Regions from separate parts of the Sus scrofa genome. Here regions 1 and 2 are each linked to region 3. The links are chromatin contacts, called in public promoter capture Hi-C maps. All regions are on one chromosome and are shown on one strand. Each heading gives the region's core, a stretch centred on a gene start, on an enhancer-like site or on the middle of the called end of the contact. The rest is flanking DNA. Distances are from core to core; before and after follow the strand shown. Region 1 holds the start of ACSM3 (acyl-coenzyme A synthetase ACSM3, mitochondrial). Region 2 holds the start of LYRM1 (LYR motif-containing protein 1). Region 3 holds the start of EEF2K (eukaryotic elongation factor 2 kinase).

Region 1 (2,700 bases), core at 11-2,510, 1.3 Mb after region 3:
ATCCATTTTCCAGGTTTCTAATACTATTTGCAGGTAAAAAAGATCTGAGACAACTTTCCCAGTGTGAGTCCAGATTTTTGTACTGAGCCATAGAAAACTCATCTAATAAAGATGGTACCAGTGCTGATCAGACAGGCTTTTGAAAGTATTTAAGGTCTCATCAGACATGCAGCCTCTACATCTATATAAACAGCAGTGCCAAGGGGATTTTCACCTCCCCACATCTCCGTAAATACCTTCTCCATCAAGTAATCCAAGTAATAACCATGGGTTGGCATATATACCCTCAAAGCAAGATGAAACCCCTACTGTTCTCCGCAATCTAACAAGACCCTGCCTTAAACTTCCATAAGAATTTTTAGGGCTATGCTTGACCACCTAATAGAGAAAAGTGGCTGCCCCCAGGTTACTTCTAAGTAGACACTAGAGTGAAAACCTCAGCTTAGTCTACTTGGACTCAACTGAATTTTTTTTCCAAAACATCTTAACAAGTTAATCTGTGCACATAATTTTTAAAAAATTAAATAGCACGAAAAGCTCAAAATGAAAGAAACTCAGCTGCTATGTTTACAGCCTTTTTGTATGTACATAGTCCTAGTCACTTACTAGATAGAATTATTAACAATAACTGAGAAATTCTGATAGAAACACATTGGCTGCCCAGGATTTCAGGAGAGCACTTTTAATTTCTTTTTGTCTGTTTGTTTGCTTGCTTGTTATCTCTGCTCAAAAGTACATGTGGGCCAGCCCAGAAAACTTTGCATAGGAGACAGATAAAGTGATACTCACTAAAGTGACAGATTCCAACACAGCAGGAGATGATAGCAGACCTGTTTCTAGAAGAGTAACCCTGAAACTTGAACTCTTCTATCTACGTTGGTCTTGGCAGTAGCCGCAAGAGAATGGAAAAGTTGTGGGACAGTCAGAAGCAGTAAGATGTGCCCAGAGTGCCTTTCCTGGATTGGTGGAGCCATTCTGGAGGGAGGAGCAGAAGTTCTGGGCCAAGTTTACCTTGGAGATTTACACAGTCCCCTGAGACTGTTCCTTTTATAATTAATGAGTTACTGGACTTACTGTCATGACTCAGCAGATCTGTGAGGAACCCAGGATCTGTGAGGATTCAGGTTCCGTCTCTGGCCTCAGTGGGTCAGTGGGCTGTGGATCTTGCAGCCGTAAGCTGCAGACGTGGCTTGGATCCTTCCTTGCTGTGGCTGCGGTGTAGGCTGGCAGCTGGAGCTTCGATTGGTCCCCTAGCCTGGGAACTTCCATATGCCGTGGGTGTGCCCCTGAAAAGGAAAAAATAAAGAAGTTAATGATTTTCATACACCACAGGTTTTGGGGAGGCTGGGGAAGTAATGCATTTACATGGAGGGAAAGTGTCCATGGAGCTCCTGGAGAGGTTAGTCCTGTTTACAGGTGATTGTGTTTAGGGTGCAGTTAAGCCAGGGAGAAGGACAAGGAAAGTCTCTAAGCTGTTCAGTTTTAAAGTATTCATTTCTAAAAGAAGCATAGGGATCTAACTTTTTTCTTGGGTGTATAAGATGCCTATATTATTACGTGTATTCCTTGAGAGGGAACCAGGATCCTGCCTCAAGGCTGTACAGTTGCCTGACTGTTCCTCCCCTCCCTGATCAGTAACTATCTGACCATGTCCCTATAGGAACTCAGGGAAGGTCATGGTAGCTGAGTAAGACTCATTTCCTAAGAACAAGAAATGGGGTACACAAAAAGGCTTTTGCACCCAGGAGCCCCACAGTCCGGTTTCGCTATCACTTTATCGATCATTTTGGGAGCTGAATTCAGTTGAAAAACTTTGAGCACCTACTATGGGCTAGGCACTATGCTAGGCACTGAGGATGAAAAGAAAAACTAAACAATTTCAGCGAGCTCTCTCTGTGCCTCCTGACACCACAGCAAGGCCAGTGTAATGAGACTTCTTTTCACAAGCAACTGAGGACCTCCAGAAATAGATGCTGCACAATCTCCACCAATGACATTTTGAAAAGTAAAGGCGGAAGCAAAGGTGAAAGCCAAAAATAAGATTTTTGGATATAATGGTCAATCTGGGGTTAGAATAAAAGATGACTTTCAGTTCAATGACCCTTTTGCAGATTACTTCCATTGGAATTTGTGGGAACTCAAATCTGGCAACAACTTTTGTACTGGAGCAGTAGTTGAGGGTGAGTGCTGCCCACCATAGCTGTTAACCAAAGGTCTTTGCAGCCATCAGCCACTGCATCCACTGGATGGTGAGCCCTGAAGAAACTCAGGATGGAAACAGAATGCCAGCCATCAAACCATCAGACACTGTAGCCACCAACTCCCACCTGTTCCTCCCCCCCCCCCAGTGTACCCTCAAGAGACTCCGGATGAGAAAGCACAGGACACTGGCCCTAGATAGCTGAGGTGCATATCAAAGGAATGATTTCAGTGAACCCTGACTCTTGCATTTCCCATACATGGAAAAGCACTAAATCCCTTAACCAGAAATAATCTTTTGATGTTCATACTATCTGGTCTTGGTTGCAAAAACTCCTATATATCCTGACTCCTCTCTTACCTCTTTGGAGCAGTCCTTAGAGTTATCAGATAGGCTGTGTCCTGGGCTTAAGACCTGAGTGTTGTCCGCATAATAAAGCATGATTCTCATCTTTTAGGTTGTGCTCCCCCCACCCCCAGTCAATAGTAGGGAGCATTTAT
Region 2 (2,700 bases), core at 192-2,691, 1.2 Mb after region 3:
TCACAGACCAACGCCTTTTGCACTAAGAAGCTAGTTCTCATTATCTTAGAAAGTATCGGTGTCCTGTCAACCTTCCTCCCTCGCCCTACTAATTTGCCCCTACTAATCTCCCATTGACATTCGGGAATCCAAAGGTTTCAGACATCCCAGATGGTCCCCAAACCAGCATTTTCAGCATTCCCAAACCAGGCTTCCCCTTCCTGGCCCTGGAGCCACTTCCCTTGGCAGGTTCCCCACGCCAGCAGCGGGGACACCGAGCCGCCCTCGCGAGGCTGGGGTCACACAGGCTCGTCTCCTAGCAACGTCGCACCCCCCACCCTCACCCATCCCTGCCCCTTGGGAGCCAACCCCTTCCCCCAGTCTCCCGCGCCAGGAGTCAGCGTCTCCATTCTCTACACTCACTCTGCGTCAGTCCAGCCTTCCCCCACCCACAGAAGCGCCGCAGCCTACGGCAGACTGGGAGGAGGCGGCGCCGGGAGCCCAGCTGAGCCGTGGTCGACAGAGCTTAAGCAGGTCCGGTAGGCCAGGCCAGACCAAACCACCAGACGAACCTCCGTGGGAGCATTCGTACCAGGTCGGGGGTAGGCTAGAGCCTTCCTTAAACGTCACACTCTAGACCACCCTCCACCGTATTCGCAACAATTATAGCCAAGTTCAACCTTTTCTTATTTTTCCTTTCCCCCTTCCGCTCTCCTCTCCCCCGGATTCCAGCCCCCCCCCCGAAAATGGGCCAGTCCATCTCCTCCTAGCCCTCCCTCCGCGTCGCTAGGTCTTTGCCCTTACTTGGCGACGGCTTCGTACGTCTTTGCGTACGTCGTGACGCAACCTGCCCCTCGTTCCCTCCCCGCCCTTCTCCTATTCCGCCTCCCGGAGCGGGCGGCCCGCGGGGTTACCGGAAGTGATGATGCAGGAGGCGATGGAGGGGGCGGGGTTTCGGGGCGGCCGCCGCCGGTGGGCCGCAGATGAAGAGGAGGCGGCGGCAGTGGTGGAAGAAGAGGCGGCGGCGGCGGTGGGGGTAGGGTGCTTGAAGACGCGAGCGGGGATGGTAGGTGGTTTGGACCTGCCGGGCCGCCGTCGTTTCCAGAAAGGGTTTGACTGGAGGAACCTCTGGAGCAGCTGTGAGTTTGGGGGTTGGGGGGTGTATGAGGAAAAGGGGAGGCTTTGGGAGATGAAGGGGCGGGGGTTTGGGTACCTTCGAGAAAGGGGGGTAGAAGGGGAGGAGTGGAAATCGGCGCCTTGTCTGGACTGGTCCCGCTGGAGGAAGACGCTGTGAGGGGGCCCTGTGGCGTGTCAGCCCCAGGCTCAGAAAACTTACCTACTGTCTCTGCCCCTCCACCGCCGGCACCCCCCACCCGCCACCCAAGGCCTGGGGCTCTGGGGGCCGGAGCTGCCCTGGAGGGAGTGCAAACTCTAGTCTTCTGCCCCTGGTAAGTGCAGTGAGGTAGGAGCCCAAGCAGGAGGTGGTGGGTGAATCTCCAGCTCCTCCGCCCTCATTTCCCTCCCCACCCCCATCCTTCTCTTTAATCATTAACAGCCCTGGAATTAAGGGGCTCAGACCTGGAGGCCTTCCTATGCACCTTTGCTGTAAACGATAACCATCTGTGCCTGAGGTAATGGGGCTGGAAGCTTTGCCTGTATCCTGTATAGGAAGTGGGACAGGGTGACAAATGTATTGTTTTTTTCTATTCTCCCCCACCCCCATCCTCCCCCATGCATACCCCTCCTTTCCACTTTAATTCTCCGTGGCTAAGTAGTAATCGTGTTTTTTTCTTTTTCTTTTTCCCTTTCGTCTTGGTACCTTCTTTTGAATTTGGTGTTCTGCTTCTATCCCAGATCTTAACTTCAAGCTTTGTAATACTTCAGTTACAAGCTGTGTCTCTTTGGGAGTACTTCTCAATGCCCGGTCGCTCCCGATTAAGATAAGCATTTTCTCCTAAGAATACTGGAATTCCAAAGCCTTGCAGGGATTCCTGAATGGCATCATAGTCCAGGAATCAAGGTCTCTTCCTCTGAATACTTTATATGTGAGGAATTTAAATGTTGTCAACTCTTTCCAGAATGTTTTGATCTTAGGCTAATTCTGGATTTCTGTGTTTTTCTCCACCCACACTTCATAATGCACTTTGGAGAAGAGAAAACCCCATGTACTTTTTTGTTTCTACAATTTGACAATAGCTCTTTTATCTTTCTCTCCACTTGTGTGTCTGGCACACAAGTCTTCGATGACACATTTGGCTTGTACTGATTTCCATCTTATTTATTTAGCTGAATGTTTGTATATAAGTGGCGTTAAATAAGACATTGTGACTTGTTTAGTTTTGTTTTAAGGAAGAAGGTAAACCAATAAGGGATGTAAAAAAATCATTTGAAAATTGCAAAGAATGATTGAAGAAGAAGATCTCCGTTGATATTCTGTTGGTTTAAGGGGGAAAAAAATGTAGTGCTACTTTAGCCTTTTGTAGGGATTTCAGAGTGAAGTGTGATGATTCCTATTTTGGTGTTGATATTTTCTTTGGAAATCTTTTTTGGATTATAAATTTGGAAATAAATTCTTTGTTGAATCTGGAGCTGTGTTTTCTGAAGAACTTGAAGAGTTGGTGCCCAAATTTTAGGGATCATTTGATTAGAAAAAGTCCATAAATCCTGTTCCTCTGCAACTGAATTTATATGCTTATTGCTAGACAAATTATCATAACATGG
Region 3 (2,700 bases), core at 27-2,526:
AGGTGTTGTGGAGCCCACAGAGGGAGAAGACACCTGCACAACTCCACCCCTATACCCTTCCTCCTCCCACTGGCATCCTTTCCAGCTCAGCTCAAGCATCACTTTCTTCAGGAAGTCTTGCCCAATAACCTTCCCCCCAACACACACACACACAGCGTTTGCTCTCCGCTCTCACCTGCTCGCTCTATATTCCCACAGTTCCGGGTATCTGCCCTTGGCTCATTCTGAGCCTCAAGTTCCTCCTCCGTAAAATCAGAGGGGGTGGACAATGTCCTGGCTGATGGGCCCCAAGGCAGGCAGCTTCCAGGGTGGAGGTCCCAGAAGTCAGGCTCTCACACCGCGTCCCCACGGGGCAGACGGAGCAGCCCCCCTCCCTCTCACTAGCCGGACAACCAGGCTGGTTCCCCGCGTTCCCCCAGGCCCGCGGAGCGGATCTAGGCCGGGACTCACCCGGTAGGCTCCCGCCCCCGCGTCGCCGCCCGCATATTAATGCCCAGTCTCTTGGCGCACACGTCCCCGGAGACTGCCAACACCCGAACTCCCGCAGCCAACAATGCAGCAAGGGCGCGTCTACACTGTCCTCGGGGTTCTGGGAATTAGGGCCTCTTGTTCGGGGGCCGGGGAAGGGGACGTGGCTCTGGGCCCTGCAGGGGAAGGAAGGCAGGGCTGTCCCCACCCTCTGCGGGCCCCGAGGCGCCCCGGCTGGCGGCCCCCAAGCTGCCTCTCCCACACCATCACGTGCCGAGTAGTTTTCCTATAGTCACTGCCGTGAATCTGCACGACGGCCCCATTTTACAGAAGCAAACACTGAGCCCCGAAGAGCCTAACCCTCACCCGTCCCTTCCGCCTGGGTCCTCACTTTTAAGCCCCAGCCTGTTTGCAGCGCCCGATCCCGGCTCTCAGAGCCAACCGCCACCCCACCTACCTGCTCCGGGCGGACAGGCGAGGCAGCCGCTGCTCACGGCCGCGAGGATCCAGAGGAGCTGGCAGAAGCTCGTGGCCCGGTGCTCCAGGGTGCAGGGCGGGCGGGCCCCCCGAGAGCGCCGGGGAGCGGAGAGCCGGGCGCGCAGGCGGGCGCTCCAAGGAGGCAGCTGCGGCCGCCGGACCGATCCCGGGGCGCAAGGGGGCACGCGGGGCTGCTGGAAGGATCCCGTGTGCTGGGGGCGCGTTCCAAGGGCGCGGGCGCAGACCACTGTCTGCGGAGCTGGGGCGGCTGCAGCGCTGGGTGTGCGGGCGGCGGATCCCCACTGGAGCCGAGCTGGAGCTGGGGCTTGGGTAGGAGGAGGCAGGCAGGGGCGGGGCCACGGCCGGGCGGGCACTCGGTGCATCGTTCACGTGGCCGCCCTCCCGTGGCCGTCACCGCTTTTGCAGCCGCCGCGTGGACCTGCCGGCGCTCCGTCCCCAGCTCCCCAGCCTGCTGAGTATACGGCTTCAGGGCCCATCGGGTGGGGAGGGCCTGGCACTGACCCGCCAAGGGACAGCCAACTCCTCCCTTGCGCACCGCACCTTACCATCCTCCATAGCTGGCTGCCTCGTTCTGTATTCAAGTCCTTTCCAAAGAGTGATCGCATGTCGTCGTTGGTACTTCTCTAAGCATAACCTTAAAATATTTTTATCAAGAATGGATCGCCCCCCCATCCCACCCCGGATTTCTGCTTCGTAAAAACTTAGGCGCTTATGACTACGGCAATCATGTGTATAATTTTTCTATTCTTTATTTTTGTCTTTTTAGGGCCCCACCCACTGGCATATGGAGGTTCCCAGGCTAGGCCTCTGAGCCGAGCTAAGGCTGCTGGCCCACGCCACAGCCACAGCATCGCTGGATCTGAGCCACGTCTGCGACCTACACCACAGCTCACGGCAATGCCAGATCCTTAACCCACTGAGTGAGCCAGGGATCAAACCTGCCACCTCATGGTTCCTAGTTGGATTTGTTTCCGGGGCGCCACGTCAGGAACACTAACTTTTAAATGTTTTCAATTTATAATGTTGTGCCAATTTCTGCTGTACAGCAAAGCAACCCAGTCACACATGTACATACATTCTGTCTCTTATATCATCTTCCATGGTGTCTATCTCAAGAGACTGGATACAATTCTCTATGCTATACAGTAGGAATGTGTATAATTGTTTAATATCATCTCTAGAGGTCCCTGACCTGCCTAGTACATTGCTGTCTGTATTCCTGTTAGCACATGGCCTGGCACATAGTAAGTGCTTAATAAATGCCTGTGATATGAATGAATAGATATGAAAAGTTATAAAGAAGAAAAGGCAATAAAACGAATGATAACTACTGTGCACACATGGATATTCTTCCAGATAAACCTTCTAGGGAAATTTTAGAAATTTCACAACTCTTAGAAATAAAAGTAACAGTGATGTTTATCGAGTGATTTATCTCATTCCTCTTCACACCAACCCTAGAGGTAGGTCTCACTAGCTTTACTCTACAGATCATAAAAATGAGGCTTTAACAAATACCGTAGGATGTCGCTTATATCTGGAATCTAATATACGGCACAAATGAAGCTTGTCACAGAAAAGAAATGCATGGACTTGGAGAACAGACTTGTGGTTACCAAGGTGGGGGAGGGAGTGGGATGGACTGGGAGCTTGGGGTTCATAGATGCAAACTACTGCATTTGGAGGGGATAAGCAATGAGATCTTGCTGTGTAGCACAGAGAACTATATCTAGT

Evidence for each region. Promoter capture Hi-C pulls out the DNA fragments that hold promoters and counts their contacts.
Region 1: a contact with region 3 is called in a promoter capture Hi-C map of liver, with 4 times the contacts expected there. The contact joins the promoter of ACSM3 here to the promoter of EEF2K in region 3. A contact is called at or near these places in 1 of 5 promoter capture datasets (liver) and 1 of 2 datasets of contacts at active chromatin or transcription factors (alveolar macrophages).
Region 2: a promoter capture Hi-C map of liver shows a contact between it and region 3, with 6 times the contacts expected there. The contact joins the promoter of LYRM1 here to the promoter of EEF2K in region 3. A contact is called at or near these places in 2 of 5 promoter capture datasets (fetal skeletal muscle and liver) and 2 of 2 datasets of contacts at active chromatin or transcription factors (alveolar macrophages and skeletal muscle).

Annotation. Positions count from the first base shown.
Region 1 is chr3:25,282,803-25,285,502 of Sscrofa11.1, forward strand. It overlaps ACSM3 (acyl-coenzyme A synthetase ACSM3, mitochondrial), which reads right to left and starts at 1,261. Exons shown (of 14, transcript XM_021086514.1): 1 at 1,075-1,261.
Region 2 is chr3:25,150,571-25,153,270 of Sscrofa11.1, forward strand. LYRM1 (LYR motif-containing protein 1) reads right to left here and starts at 1,442. Exons shown (of 4, transcript XM_021086518.1): 1 at 1,316-1,442. DCUN1D3 (DCN1-like protein 3) reads left to right here and starts at 931. Exons shown (of 4, transcript XM_021086516.1): 1 at 931-1,118.
Region 3 is chr3:23,978,955-23,981,654 of Sscrofa11.1, forward strand. It overlaps EEF2K (eukaryotic elongation factor 2 kinase), which reads right to left and starts at 1,277. Exons shown (of 19, transcript XM_003124551.6): 1 at 926-1,277.